Linked DNA regions of Mus musculus: regions 1 and 3 are each linked to region 2. A link is a contact called in public HiChIP or PLAC-seq data. All regions are on one chromosome and are shown on one strand. Each heading gives the region's core, a stretch centred on a gene start, on an enhancer-like site or on the middle of the called end of the contact. The rest is flanking DNA. Distances are from core to core; before and after follow the strand shown. Region 1 holds the start of Atp9a (ATPase, class II, type 9A). Region 2 holds the start of Bcas1os2 (breast carcinoma amplified sequence 1, opposite strand 2). Region 3 has its middle 22 kb from the start of Gm52536.

What was found. HiChIP or PLAC-seq counts read pairs in DNA pulled down with a chosen protein or histone mark.
Region 1: an H3K4me3 HiChIP or PLAC-seq map of embryonic forebrain shows a contact between it and region 2, with 4 times the contacts expected there. The contact joins the promoter of Atp9a here to the promoter of Bcas1os2 in region 2. A contact is called at or near these places in 2 of 39 promoter capture datasets (hippocampal neurons and pre-B cells) and 2 of 115 datasets of contacts at active chromatin or transcription factors (embryonic forebrain and large pre-B cells).
Region 3: an H3K27ac HiChIP or PLAC-seq map of embryonic stem cells shows a contact between it and region 2, with 7 times the contacts expected there. The contact joins the enhancer-like site here to the promoter of Bcas1os2 in region 2. A contact is called at or near these places in 8 of 39 promoter capture datasets (the 3T3-L1 cell line, the HPC-7 cell line, embryonic stem cells and 4 more), 1 of 115 datasets of contacts at active chromatin or transcription factors (embryonic stem cells) and 1 of 9 other capture datasets (embryonic stem cells).

The regions. Positions count from the first base shown.
Region 1 is chr2:168,740,521-168,743,888 of GRCm38.p6, forward strand. Atp9a (ATPase, class II, type 9A) reads right to left here and starts at 1,280. Exons shown (of 28, transcript NM_015731.3): 1 at 1,162-1,280. The coding sequence starts at 1,229.
Region 2 is chr2:170,354,762-170,357,879 of GRCm38.p6, forward strand. Bcas1os2 (breast carcinoma amplified sequence 1, opposite strand 2) reads left to right here and starts at 1,600. Exons shown (of 8, transcript NR_040610.1): 1 at 1,600-1,637; 2 at 2,037-2,158. Bcas1 (breast carcinoma amplified sequence 1) reads right to left here. Exons shown (of 13, transcript NM_029815.2): 11 at 1,487-1,552.
Region 3 is chr2:169,099,636-169,102,746 of GRCm38.p6, forward strand. No RefSeq gene overlaps it. Among named protein-coding and RNA genes, the nearest start is that of Gm52536, 22 kb to the left of the region's middle. Within about 2 kb of position 1,831, at least 4 of the 459 cell types and tissues checked have an H3K27ac peak or open chromatin away from gene starts, as enhancers often do. A contact at or near this core is called in embryonic stem cells, where this site is marked.

The sequences.
Region 1 (3,368 bases), core at 30-2,529, 1.6 Mb before region 2:
AACAAAGACTCACACACAGCCTCCATCCCTTGCACAGGACCTCAGAACCCTCAAAGAAGCCCGCAAGCATCGCGCAGTGCCTCCCCCATTGTTTGTGTACCGCGCCCAATACCAGGTAACTACATAAAGGATCGCCCGGGACCACGGAGGGCAAGCTGGCACCATCAGGATACAGGTCATTTCCATTCTTCACATTTCAAAATTCAGCAGGTGGGTGAATCTGTGAGCACAGAGGCCACCGTCGAGACCCCAGATTCTCATTTCATAGTCTAAAATGAGGTCAGGGGTGGGCTTCAAGTTCCCCAGGTAAACTCCTACACCTGCACACCTATTAGGCAGACCTTGTTTAAGTCAGGTTTTTCCTAAGAATCACCTGGCACAGTCCCTGCATTTAACAAGGAGACACGAATCAACCGCGGCACATTACAGTCTACTTATCTTACTAATTAAAGTGTTTATTGCAGGGGTTGGGGTAGGGTTCCACACAGAGCTCTGACGAAGTGTCTTCATAAAAACTTATATTCTGGGGGATGGGGGGGGGGCGTGTAGCTCAGTGGTAGAATGGTTAACAGGCTGGAGGACCGGGTTTGGTCCCTAGCACCATCAAACCCCAAAACAATTTAAAAAGCCAACAAACACCACCCGCAGGAAGTGTGGAGCAGGAAATGTGGGAACCGTGTTCCAGTACCTTCCCGCCCCCGCCCCCACCCCCAGGCTTTCCGTTTCCGTTTCCCACTCGGTAGAATTGAGTAGAGCCTCCGAACTGAGGCCTCGGGGAAGCCAGGCACAAAGAGCCCACAAGATGGCAGCTGGCATCTCTCCTTCCTACACTGATACCTGCTCAGCAGCCCCACCCAGCTCCGGCGTCCCACGGCCGAGCTACAGGGAACCGGAGAGACGGCGCCGCAGGCCCCGCCCAGCCGCAGCGCCTTACCTGCGCGGCCCTAGAAACGCACCTCCCAGGTCCCACCCCCAGGGGCTCCGATTGGCGGCTGGAGGCGCGGCCTGGGACTCTGCATTCTCTCCAGCTCGACCTCTGTCCCCAGGGGATCGAGCCTGCCCCCGCCCCCAGCCCCTGGCGGGGTCCCCCGCCTGCCAGGACGGACTCCCGGGGGCCGCGGCAGGTGTCCCCTCCTCCCTGCCCACGGCCCGGCCACTCACCCCGCGCGCGGCCTACTGTCCACCCGCTTCTTGTGGCGCACGGGCTGCAGCGGGATGCTGTCCGTCATGTCGCCGCCCGCCGCGCCCCCTGCGCTCCCCGCGGCCTCCGCGCCGCCCCGGGGCAGGGGGAGAAGGCGCCGGCAGCGGGCGGGCCGGGCCCGCAGCGCAGGGGCGAGGTCGCGAGCGCCGGGCCACGCGCGGAGCCGCCCGCGCGGCCCGACCGACGGACACGGCCGCACCATGGGCCCCGCTCCGCGCTGCGCCCACGCGCGCGCCCGCCCGCCGCCCGGGGCCGCCGCAGTGTCCCCGCCCGCGCCGCGCGCCCCCCACGCGCGCCTCCCCCCGGCCACGCGCCCCCCGCCGTGTCCGTGCGCGCGAGCGCGAGCGCGCGTCCCGCCGCACTCACCCCACCCCGGGCATTCTCTCCTGCTCGCTCCGAGCGGCGCGCACTCACCCCGCCCTGCTCACCCCACCTCCACGCCGCGGCCACTCGCGCGCACAGCCTGCCTCCTCTGCTGCAACCTGCGCCTCGCGCTGGGGTCCCCCGAGTTTCGGGCCGGGGTTGGGGGGAGAAGGTGGGCAGGTTTTCGGACCCCCACACACCCTGTGGCATCAATCCCACCCCTCTCTCCAGCTGCATTCCTAAATCATAATAACAGAGTCACAGCAGCCTTCACCCAGACACAGTGATCGCATGCAAAGGCTGTATCAGTCAGTCTGTCTCTCTCTATCTCAAAAAGGATATTGTGAAAATGAAAACACTCTGGGCGCCAGAGAACAGCTCAGCATTTAAAAAGCAGCCACCATTGCTTGACACACCTGCAGCTTCAGCCCCAAGGGGTCGGAGAGGGCACCTGCGCTGACGTGGCATACACCCACGCAGGCATATGCTACTTAAAAGAATAATGAAAACAAACCTTAAAACCAGCACATAGGAGCTGAGTTTGGTGGTGTATGCCTTTGATCTCAGCACTTGGGAGGTAGAGGCAGGCTGAGTTCAAGGCCAACCTGGTCTACAGAGCCTTGATGAGCCAGGGATATACAGAGAAACGATGTCTCTAAATAAATAATCAATCGACCAGCATATAGAGGGCTAGAGAGATGGTTCATTGGTTATGTTCACCAGCTGCACTTGTAGAGGACCTGGGTTCGATTTCCAGCACCCTTGTGCTAGCTGATCAATGTCGGTAGTCCAGCTCCAGGGGAAATGATGCCCTCTTGTGGCCATCGTTGGTATTGCATGCATATGATTCAAACATATGCAAAAAAAAAAAAAAAAAGTAAAATACACAAATCTTTTTTAAAATGAGTATGTATGTCAAGTCCCTCAAGATGTAACACCGTGTAACTACCATAAACGATGCTGAACTATGAGGGGCAGTTTCTGCTGATGTTTTCTGCCAGGGTCCCTATCTTTTATAGTATTTTCTCTATCGAGAAAGGATACCAAACAAATAACAAAAGTGACTGAGATTCCAAAGACATTCCCCAAGGAAGGAGGCATCAGAAGTATTTTTGAGGGAAAACACTATTCTTCTACCAGCTGAGCTGGCTGGCTTACTTCTTCCTCTTCATTTCTAAAATGGTGCAACAGGGCCAGGTCCTAGGTTTTGTCCGCAGCATCAAGACACACGTACACTCGCGCGCGCGCGCGCGCACACACACACACACACACACACACACACACCACCACCACCACCACCACAACCACACCATATGTGCCATGGCACACAGAGCTCAGTATGTGCATATAGGTAGACCCATTAGAGTAAGAGAGCAAATCCTACCTCCGGACCCACATCTGTCCCCAGCTCCTCACACAGGATCTCACTACATAGCCCTGACCTGGAACTCTAGACCAGGCTGGCTTCAAAGAAATCCACCTGCCTCTGCCACACTAGCGCTGGGATTAAAGGTGTGTACTACCATTCCCAGCCAGCCAAAGATAGACTTGTAGTTGAGTTTAGCTAGATCCTAAAGCTTTCAGCAAGTCCCAATAGCCCTCCCCACTAAATCCAAATAACTAAACCCATTTCACCAGCAAGGCACAGGAACTCCGAGCCGCCAGCACAGAACCACGGCATCATCAGGGAGCAGGGCTGGGCTCCACACTCAGTCATCCATCGGGATATGGGTCAGGTCACAGCAGAGCCACAGCTACCGGAACCCTTTGGAGCACCAAGCAAATGCTGCCCCACATACATTCA
Region 2 (3,118 bases), core at 350-2,849:
CATATGAAAACATATACTTTCATAATTATTAATAGAAGTAGAAATCTGAATTATGCTGTAGATTCATGTGCTATAAGCAAAATAATAGGATGGTGAATCCCTATCAACAGCTTGACAATAATGACAAGGAGCACCGCAGTTGGCTGAATCATGCAACTCCACTTCACCCCCTGAAAACGAATTCCTTTTGTGGTTATGTTTGCAACAAAGTAACAATTCACGTTAAATGAGGTCCTACAGATGGAGCTGATTTCATAGGCTTAGCGTCATTCTAGGAAGAGACACCAGGGGGCACTCTTCTTCCCTCGTTCCTCCTCTTTCCTCCCGTTTCCCCTGCAAGGTGGAAGGCAGCCATTTGCATGCAAGGGAGAGAACCTCGCCAATACTTTGCTTGTAGCCTTTCCAGCCAACAGAAACGTGTGAGAGAAATTCCTGTGGTTTGAGTCACTCACTGTATGGCGTTTCGCTCTGGCAGCCTACCCTGACATTAAATTGTTTATTGAGCCTCCACACCAGGAGTGTTCCTAGTGCTTGCCCAGTACTGATTCATCTAGGCAGGACGCTTGCTCTATGGAGTCTGCGTCCCCTACATCCTCCTAGGTAAGGGAACTGAGGGACTGGGAGATTGGCAATCTTTCCAAACAACTATAGCAAAAAAATCCATAAAAACAAGCAAACAGAAAAACCCTTTAAGCCAGGATCAGACCCAGTCCCTTTGAGTCTAAAACACAGGCTTTTAAGCACTTCTTTGTATTATTAAAGTTAACAAAAGAGCTCTGATATTTTTTATGGAAGTATCTATTTAAATTAAAAGAGTGCTGTATTATAAAATAGGGGGTTAGTAATGATGTTGAACAGCTAATTTTCCTCCCTCTGCCTCCTAAGTGCTGGGATTGCAGGCGTGTGCTACCATGCCTGGTTCTATGCAGTGCCAGGATGGAGCCCAGGGCTTCCCATGTGTGAGGCAAACCCTGTACGAAGAGGGCTGCGGGCCACCACCCAGCCCATGGTCTCATTTTTAAAGGAAGGCACCTGCACAGATGTCAAGCGTTCTGTTTGTCAATAGTAAAGAAAGCAAGGAGATGAGCATTGTTGATCTAATAAGTCTCTGTGCCAGACACCACAGAAGATGAGAGAAACCTAGAAGCACCTGCTTGCTCTACAATGTTCCAGACATGGGTGGGAAGGATCAGGAGAGACATGAGAATTGTTACAGCACCAAGAAGGGAGCAAACTCTATGACAGGGATGACCGCGGGGCACAGGAGCTCTTTGAGGAGGTGACATTTCTGCTAACACTGGAAGTCTGGGAAGAAACTTTCTACATGGAGAGAGAAGCGCTGAGGACTCGCCCCATACCATGTCTGTAGAGCCCAATACTGCTGGGTATACAGTGGGTGCTTAACCAGGCAATGTTTCACAAGTGGATATGAACTTCCAGGTCGCGAGGCTGAACCTGCCCGCAGGCTGAGTTCACGGTCACTTACTTGGCAGCTGGAGTCTTTCACGTTACTTTCTTCCGAGCGGGGGATCCCTTCGCTCGATCTCACTGACTACAACAACAAACAGACAGTATCCTTTCAGTAACCACAGCAACGGTGCACAGGTGCACGCACGACGACGATGACAATGACGACGGTGAACCCCCCTCATTTATCCTTGATATTTAGGATACAGACAGGAATGGAAAGGGGTCACTCGGAGAGCTGGGGCTGTGTCATCAGAGTCTGCTGAATTCAAGTATTAGCGTCCCGAAGGAACAACAATCAATCAAACAAATAAATGAAATAAAAATTATATATGAGCTAAATAGACATTTGCTCCTGTCTCCCCAGGAAAACACTTGTAAACCCAGCATTTAGGGGCGGGGGCAGTAGGACTATGAGATAGCCTAGGCTAAATGAGATCCTCTTTCAGAAGAAGGAGGGGAAGAAAGTAATGTTGGAAGGAAAAGGAGGTTAGAGATATGAGTGAATGAATGAATAAATGAATGAACTTGCCTGCTAACTTTTTTTTTTTTTTTTTTGCTACTTTTAGGCAGTGGAGGAGAGTTGAGTTAATGAGCACCCATCCTCCATCCTTTAGCGCCCCCTAGAGCCAGTGGCTTCCTCAACAGGGCGGTACCTAGTCAAATCTGCATCTTTGATTCCTTCAACCAGGTGAGCTAAGCAACCGGTTCCAAAGGTGTGGCCACAGGCCCAGAGGCACCAGACTCACCAGGGGACTCGTTAGAGAGATGTAAGTTCTTCACATCTGCTTAGATCCAGATCCACAGAATCAGAAACTCTGGGCCTGGGGCTCAGCCACCCGTGTTTAACAAGCTCCTCAGGGGGCTCTGAGCTGTGCTCTAACTGGCCACAAACTGTGCTGGTGCGCTCAAACTCCCACGTGACGTGAGGATGCGCGCTCATTGGTTAGTATCATCTCCTCCCAGCTGCTCAGGAAGCGGGGACTCCCAACTGCACCGCTATCAACTGGGATGTTCTCTTAGCAGACAGCACACACTCACAGAGCACAGCACAGCTCAGAACACTTCATCCTGATAACATGAGAGGCGGGTCGGGAGCTGGCCGGGTGGCTAAAGCACCTTCCATGCAAGCGGCAGGTGTGAAGACAGAGCCCAGACCCCAAGAGGCTGGGTGGGCATGGCGGCCATTTGTGATTCCAGTGCACTGGAGGAAGGTGGAAACAGGATTCCTGGCTAACATAGGCTAGTTGTATCTGAGAGCCCCTGGTTCAACCAAGAGACCACACCCTTAACACGTAAGGAAGACTCTCAACATCAGCCTCAGGTGCACATGTGCACAGGTACAGGCAAACATATATAAGCACACATACCAGACACGCACGACAAAGAAAACCTTACAGGAGCTCAAATGCATTCTGAGGGATTAGTGTTAGATGCTGCTCTTCAGTCTGAGAGATGACGCTCAAAGTGTCAGAGGAAAGGATCAGGAGGTGGGGCCTTACTGAAGGAAGTATGTCAGTGGGATGGGCTTTGAGGTTTCAAAAGCACAAGCCAATCCGTTTGTCTGTCTCTGTCTGTTTCTCTCTGTCTCTGTCTCTCTCACCCCCTCTCCCTTCCTGTGTCCTGTGGTTATGTATGGGGGCTCAGCTGC
Region 3 (3,111 bases), core at 581-3,080, 1.3 Mb before region 2:
TCACTTCGCATTATAAATCGTTATTAAAATGATCTGTAGTGTAACTAGCCGGGAACTTAAACATAACTGTAAAAATGGAAATAAAAATCTATTAATGCAATAAACCTACTTAATAAAAGTTACTTTCATATTCAAAAACAAAATATTAAGGCGTGCTTCAGATCTGAAAGTCAAAAATGAAGGAATAAATTAGCCGGGGTTAAGAGCCTTGCAGCAGCTGACTAACAAAGCTCCCGGGGATTATAAAATTTCATGCTCTCGTAATAAAAAGGATAAAGGATCGGCTAGAAGACCACTAAAAGTTCAAATAAATGAACATAAGAGAGAGGAGAAAGTCTGACAAGACGGAGACCGCTAATGTGTGAAGGCTGAAGCGACGGAATTAAAGTGCTGGAGACCGGAATTAAATGCAAAATGAATTCGGGGAGGAGATTAATAGAAAATTATAAAGGTAAATGAGTTCGGTTTCAGGGTTTCAGAAAACTTTAGATATCTCATTATTTTTCTTAGCACTTAAAGAGAGGCAGAGAAAGACAAATTAAAACTGGGCATAAGCCATACTGGAGTGAGTGGGAGAACCGATAATTTCCTTACCTGAAACCGCCCCTCCCCGTATTCCCTAGACTTGACCTTCAGTTATTCAGTACCACAAAACAGCCCCCAGTGTAGCAAGTCCTCCCAGAGTCCTTTGCAGCACACTGGGGCTGTGAATCTAAGTTTTTGTTTAATTATGTGGGAATATATTTAAAAGGAGCCGACTCTATGCCTCTCTCCTTCCATTCTTCCGGATCGTATGATACCTGATGGCAGCGGGTACTTCCAGCAACAGTTTTGGACCACTTGATGGTCATGGGAAGGAAAATTATATGGAGAAATGACAGGGTGGAAGGAGGCTGGGACACTGCTGCTGTGACCCCGGGTTTCCTAGTTCCAGACTTAAAAAACTCCACCCGATGTGATTTTGAGTTACATCCTCCAAGTCAAAGGAGATGTTATTGGAGAGAATTTCTGCCTTCAGACCTGAGCTTCAGTGGCAGAGGCGGGGTTGTGGTGGGGGTGCTGAGGACGTGACCCTACCGTGAACCGAGGCTGATGCCAGAGGCCAAAAGACTGTAAGCCAGAGTCTACTCCAATTAAAATATGCGGGGGCGGGTGGGGTGGTGGTGGTGTGTGGGAGAGGCAGGGGAGGGATGGGGGAGGCGTAGGTGGGGCTGGAGACTGGTGACGGGGGTGGGGGGGTGGGGTGGGTGGGGTGGGTGGGTGGGGGAGTGGGGGTGGGGGTGGGCCAGGGGTTGGCGGTGTCTGAGGCCATGGTTCATTTGGTGAAATATTTGCCTTGCAAGCACAAGGACTAGACTTCCATCCTCAGAACCCATGTGAAAAACCAGGCATGGTGGTGCATGCTTGCAATCCCAGCACTGGGGAGGCAGAGGCAGAAGGACCCCTGGGCTTCCCTGGCTGCCTGCCTAGCTTACATGGAGAATTATAGGTCCGTGAGAGGCTACTTCTCAAGCCAAAGGGGGAAGGCATCTGAGGGATGACCCCCAAAGTTGGCACACAAACACAGAGAAGAAAAAGCCCATTTTTTTTAAAAATTTGAATATGACTTTGCCTAGAGGGAGCGACGTTTTAATTTCCTTATAGATCAGTACGATCAGGTACTTTGAAAAGTTTTTTTGTTTCTTTTTTTTTTTTTCTTTCTTCTTATAGAAAGACAGAGTAAACGTCAATGCTGCTGACCAAGGTGCGCTTCTCTCACTTGTTTATAGGATCTTGAGGGAGGGCGATGGTGTCCCTGTTGGAGAGGGGAAGCAGACGCTGCATGAACTTTGACCCCATCCTGTTGCCGGCTCAGTATCTCCACTGTGCTCCCGCTCTGTCTGTTGAGGCAGGATCTCATGTAGCCCAGGCTGACCTCCAATGTAGCCAAGGATAATTGTGAACCCCCGGTCCTCTTTTCTCTCTCTCCCAAGTGCTGGGATCACAAGGCAGTACCCTCCCCCAGTTTTATTTGATACTGGATAGAATCCAGGGTTTTACACAGGCAATGCAGGGCCCTACCCTTGAACTCCAGCATGCCCTGCCCCCATTTCCTCTTCCTATCTGTCTACCACAGCAGTAGGAAGGTCCGGGACATTTGTTTGCTCTTCAGGAAACACCTCCCATCTTGGCCGTAGAAGGCATTCTTTGCCCTCAATCCAGATTGAATTTCCTTTATCCCGAAAAACTGGTGACTCACGGAAGTGTTTCCAGAGTGAACATGGTTAGAACTTCTCCAGAACCCTTGGGGGAGAGAATCTTCTAGGCTTTCCCTTCTTGTGTTCTCCAGTAAGTCTCCACAGCATGCATGCCTCTGAGCAGCACTGACTCCTCCCGTGGGTTCCAGGGAGTCTGTGATTGCACGCACCAGGCAGCTTTCTAGTTCCTCCTTCCCACCACTCCGCAATGTTTATTCTCTGAGTCGTTAGTCATGTGCTGGGCCATGGAAATACAGCAGTGACTGAAACCTGCAGAAACTGGTTTATTCATGGCTCTGCCAGTTTGCTGATTCTTAACACGCCCTTATGGGGCAGTTGGTTACTACGACTGAATGGTATATTAGAACGATATTGGGGTTATTTAACTGGCCTCAGATTTTATGTAATTTCCACTTCTGATCTCGTAGATATAAACATGCCGGTGAAACTAACAACAGCCAGAAGAACAACTCCAGACGCAACAAAATGACAGGAGCTATGGAGGCTGAAGTAGAGGGCCCTCAAGGGATGGGGAAGATGGTTCTCAACTGGAAACTAGACTTTCTCAATAAATATGAATGGTGGCTTGGCTATGTCTCAGTTCCTATTTGTGAATGTGGAAGAAAAACTATTTGGTAAATGCAATAAGGGAAGAAATGGTATTTTAAAACAGAAGCCAGGTGGTTGTGGCCCACACCTTTAATTCCAGCACTCAGGAGGCAGAGGCTGGTGGATCTGTGTGAGTTCAAGGACAGCCTGGTCTACAGATCAAGTTCCAATATAGCCTGGGCTACACAGAGAAACCCTGTCTTGAAAAACCAAAGACAAAACAACAACCACTACCACCACCAACCAACCAACCAACCAAAACCAA